Regions from separate parts of the Gossypium hirsutum genome. Here region 2 is linked to region 1. Evidence: chromatin contacts called from public Hi-C data. All regions are on one chromosome and are shown on one strand. Each heading gives the region's core, a stretch centred on a gene start, on an enhancer-like site or on the middle of the called end of the contact. The rest is flanking DNA. Distances are from core to core; before and after follow the strand shown.

Region 1 (2,700 bases), core at 76-2,575:
TTCACTCACAATTACTCAAGTTTTATACAGGAAGTTCCAGGCTCACTATCAACTTCTTAGTGACAACAAGAGCAAACAAAATGCAATGACAAGCAGTATTGGCAAACGAAAAATCCGTCAATTTACAAGGATGGGAATAATTAAGATGTGGTAGTGATGTGAAGGGGGCACTAAACTTCATTTAGAGCAAACCAAATGTAATGGCAAGCAGCATTGGCAAATGAATAATTACGATGTAGTAGTGATATGAAGGGGGCTCTAACCTTCATTCAGAACAACATTATATCATGAACATCTTTGGGATATGGAACAGTGATGGCAGATTGATGCTCTGCAGCTGCATGAATCCCTCCCTGCTCGTTGTACCAAATATTTAATCTTATATACTCAAAACTCATATGTTTATGGTTGACCCAACCCAAAATACACTTGCCATTGCCCAAACGATACAGAGTGCCATTCATTGTTGGATCCACCTGAAAATTCTGATGACCATTTGACGGTCAAATGTTTCTTATCAAGCAAATTATACGCCTCCAAAGAACGGAACTTACCAGAATAATTATAAATGACAGTATACAGCACATCGTCCACGATTGTCGCTGATTCAGACCAGTAACAAAATTTTTGTTTGAGGCAAACCCATGATTTACGATCAAAGTAATAAGCGTAAAGAGTATCATTGGCATTGCAGTGTACCAAAATCCGAGATCGAGAAGAATCTAGAACAGGATCACATAGACCGATACCCTCCGGAGGGGGCGACAATGGTTCCCAAATATCCCCACTTATATCGTAAACCTCGCCAAAAGATTCAGAACCTATACGTTCGAAGACGTAAATCTTTCCTTCAGTAGTAAGAACCAGGGGAAAAGACCGAAGGAACAACATAGAAGTAGTTTTTCTCCACCCACGTTCAAGGTCCTTCAAATCTAATTGGAAAACATCGTTTACATCATCATAACAAAAAATAGTAGCATCATTTTTGTGTATTCCCCCAATAACGTAAACGTGGTTGCCACAAGCAACGGCAGTGGAAGATACAGGAGCATCAGGTGGCATCGCCCTAATAAAGACATCATTGCTTTCCAGATCCAAAAAAGTGCAACCGAGTGTCATTTCACCATCGGTACCCAGCCATTTCTCGACGAGGGACCTGATCAGTTCATCTGGCTCTTGCCCACCAAAGTAACTGGAGGAATCACTAGTATCGCCGCTCATGGTTCACCCTCAGCTTCGCCTTTCCAGATCCAAAATTGATTTTAGTTTTAGGGTTTGGGTTGAGTAGTGATTGACAAAAAAGATTGATAGTTGTAATTTTAATATCCTATTGTGTTTTTCAATCTCGATTTAACATATATCTAAAATCAATAATTATAATTCAAGTTTGATTTTAAATTATTTACATAAATATTAGAATATAAAAAATATTTAAATAAGCTTTATTTAATATAATGAAATTTATATTTTTATAATTAATTATTTGATTATGGACTTAAGGGAACACCTTTTACATGATTTAGATCACAAAAGCTTTAATTGCCAAATGAAATATGGGTTGTAGCATTTTTATACCTTTAATTACCTTTTCATTGAAAATTGGGACTATCTTGTTGGCAGTGCAACAAGAGTTGTTTCCCATATTTGTCTATAACAATTTATCATAATTTGTATTCTAGCATTTATCTTTTCAAAGGTTTCACCTTTAGTATTAATTGGGACCTTCAAAACCTAAGCCTTTCAAAGCTTTCAACACCCTCCCTTTGCTCTTAAACCAAGTCTTATTGTACCTCAGAAGCGAATGAGTAAACGGATGGGTGAGGGAACTGAAGTTGCAGAGTTTGCAGAAGACAGAGAAGTGAAAAACACAATGTTGTACCTCATATCTAACTGACGGTAGTGAGCAGCACTTAAGGGGAAGGGGACTAAGGCTAAGGGATATGGTAAAACTTTCAGGTTAAAATAATCGGCAAAATATCTCTATTAGTTCTTGTATTTTATGAAAGTTGCGGATTCAATCCCAATACTTTAAATTGGGTTGGGTTTATAAATTATACTAGATTAGGTTTATATTGGGTAGGACTTAAAAGTGCTGGGGTGAGCCAGTGGTTGGGGCTTAGGTGGGCAGTGGACTAAGCCTAATACATATAATATATGATATTAATTATTAAGTTTGATTAATTTGGTTAATTACTCACTTTCGAGCTAAATAAACTAATAACTAAACTTTTAAAAAATTATTAACCAATCTCTGATCGAATTAGATTAGCTAACCGATTAATTGAATTAGATCGATTCGATCGATTATTTTGATTTTAACCGAAATTTAAACACCCCTAAATCTGTTACTCTAATATGATGATCTTTAAATTATTTTTCTATAAATGTATTTGTTACATTTTTTTAAGTCCTTGAGTGCCATAATCTTGTATATATATAAAGCATTGCATGGCATATAAGAAATTAACTTGGGAGAACATAATGGAAATAGAACTTTGGATTATTAGGTTTTGGTCAATAATGTTCGTTTCTGGGAAGGATATATGGCCTACCCTAGCCAATGAGAGTAAGAGGACCAAAAACAAAATTTACCCATTTAGCTAAAGAAGTTTAGTCCTCTACCAGGTAGAGGTCTCGAGCTGACCCAACCAAATATCAGGCCCATTTGGTAAACTTGAGCCGTGTTGAAAAAAAAAACTT
Region 2 (2,700 bases), core at 33-2,532, 130 kb before region 1:
GTTTTCCCAATAATTTTGTAAATAACTCTGCATAAGCTGATAGGTCGAAAATTAGACATAGTAGTTGGTTCTTTAATTTTTGGGATGAGAACAATTATCGTTTCATTTATACAAGCAAAATCTTTTCAGCCTTTTAAAAAATCATGGCAAAAGTTTAGGATATCCTTACCCACGACCTTCCAGTTTTCTCGAAAGAAAACACCCGAGAGGCCGTCAATACCTGGTGCCTTGCGAGGATCCATCCGGTTGAAAGCAGCTAAAATCTCCTCATCCGTGAAATCCTTCACGAGCATATTATTAATACCTTGGTCAACACACATAGAGATATAGTTCATTTCCACCTCGTCATTATAATCTATGCTCGATGTAAACAGATTTTGGAAATAATCTCCAGCGATCTGAAAAATACCTTCGGTGTCATACACCCACCGTTCACCATGGTCTTGAAGTCTCTCAATATTATTTTTCTTGTGTCTGCTAGTGGCTCTTACATGGAAGAACTTAGTGTTCCTATCCCCTTCCCTCAACCATTTGATTCTGGACCTTTGTGCCCAGTAGCTTTCCTCCTCAGAGTAAAGGTTGCCTAACTTGATGCGCGCTTCCCTACGGTTGTTCATATCAAATAAAGTGGTGGGCCCGTCGATGATTCTATCAATATGCTCAGCCAACACACTAATCTGAGCTTTCATTTTATTATACTTTTTAAATTGCCAAGGCCCCAAAATCTCATGCATTCCATCGATTTTTTCTAGAGTATTTTCGTCCTTTCTACACCACTTATTCTTTATGATCTCCTTTTCTCTTTTATCCTTTGCCCAACACACGTTGTAACGAAAGGCAAGCCTAGGATCTCTGCGTTTCTCTTTAGGCTTTTTCCCTAACGTGTCCAGCAGCACCGTGTCATGATCCGATTTAGTCTGTCTGACTACAACAGCATCTATAAACGGGAAAATAGAAGCAGAATTAGACGACATCACAAGTCGATCTAGACGCTCTTTTACTAAAGCATTACCGTCCCTATTATTAATCCATGTGAACCAACCCCTCGTGGGTTTGATATCGACTAATGTTAGCTCCTCTAACACTTCTTTGAAGGCCTCCATTTGTGCTCTCGGCTTCCTTTTCTCTCCCTCCTCCTCCGCATCATCCAAAATGGTATTAAAGTCTCCCCCAACTATCCATTCTTCTTTGACTGCTCTTCCAATTCTCTTGAGAATTTCCCATGATTGGTCTCTAAAGTTTGAATCTGCATGGCCGTAAAAACCCGTAAACCGAATATTGGTCCTGTTGTCCACCTTTACTAATGAATCAATATGATTGCTCGAATAACTCTAGATGACCACCTCGGCCTCATCTCTCCAAATTAAGCCCATTAGTTACTAATCTAATAAAGAAAGATAAATTGGGTCTAATTAATGCGCAGGCAGTTGACTGGGGTCCTTTTTTATTATTATCTAATTTCGTGGTAAATCACAACACCTAATCATTAAAGGCATAGTGGAAAGAACCAATTGTGCTAATTTAGCCACCAAATCTGATTTAGTAGGCCTTGGAAATTGCCTACCACCAAGCATTTGTTTTTGGGTAATCTATTAAAATAGTCACTTTTGTTTGCTTCAGGTTACATTTTAATCACTTATGTTTGAAATGTTACGTTTTAGTCACTTATGTTATCTTTTTATTACGAAGTGATCACTCTACCGTTAAATTCCATTATCTCTCTAACGATAATCTTACGTGGTAGTCCAACTAGATTTTAGGTGCCAACTTGAATTTCTAAATGGGATGAAAATAAATTTTTAATTAAAATTTTTTAATTAATTAAAAATTTTAAACCTTAACCTTAACTAAAAAAACTTTTCATCTCCTCTTTATTTTTCTTCGTCTCTTCTTTTTTTCAATGTTTTTTTTCATTTGACTGGAAAAAACTATTATTAAGATCAAAATAGTTGAAATCAAATTGACTGTTTCATAAAGATGGATTCAATAGAGGGTTCAGGTACGTCTTCTTTGCATTCCTCTATCTCTTTTATTCAATACTGAAAAACAAAAGTTTTGATTTTTTATTGTTTAATGAAAACCCTAAATTAAAATTCTTGATATTTTCTTCTACTTTTTGAAATTGTTTGTGAATATGTATTTTATTTTGGGTCGATAGACATCCCATAAAATGCAACCAAAAACATGTTTTCATGAACCTGTTTCATTCAAGCTAATTGTAAATTTTTTAGAAAAGTGTTGTTACTTTCACTGTTCTTGTTTCTAATCATTATATTTTCTAGTTCTTTCACAGTTCTTGAATAATTGGTTTCTCAATCAAATTTTTTCTGATCTGAATCAACTTGTATGTTCACAATCTCTTTGTGGGTATTCCAGATTATTCTTTCTTACTGCTGATTTTGTGTTGAATTACCTTGCAATCTTTTTTTTTGCTGGTCTTGGGTAAGTTTTGGTTCAGAGGAGATGAACAGTTTTTTTAATTAAAGTTTAGGTTTAAAAATTTTAATTAAATAATTTTTTTAATTAAAAACCTATTTTCATCCCATTTACAAATCCAAGTTGGCACCTAAAATCTAGTTGGCTGTCACGTAGGATTACCGTTAGAGAGATAATGGAACTTAATGGTAGAGTGATCACTTCGTAACAAAATAATAACATAAGTGACTAAAATGTAACATTTCAAACATAAGTGATGAAAAT

What was found. A called contact is a pair of places that touch in the nucleus more often than the background predicts.
Region 2: a Hi-C map of hypocotyl shows a contact between it and region 1, with 1.5 times the contacts expected there. The contact joins the promoter of LOC121230361 here to the promoter of LOC107962456 in region 1. A contact is called at or near these places in 6 of 34 Hi-C or Micro-C datasets (anther, callus, hypocotyl and 1 more).

Annotation. Positions count from the first base shown.
Region 1 is chrA06:5,830,821-5,833,520 of Gossypium_hirsutum_v2.1, reverse strand. It overlaps LOC107962456, which reads right to left and starts at 1,325. Exons shown (of 2, transcript XR_001701623.2): 1 at 264-1,325.
Region 2 is chrA06:5,959,844-5,962,543 of Gossypium_hirsutum_v2.1, reverse strand. It overlaps LOC121230361, which reads right to left and starts at 1,282. Exons shown (of 4, transcript XM_041114980.1): 1 at 410-1,282; 2 at 170-304; 3 at 1-27. The coding sequence starts at 1,103.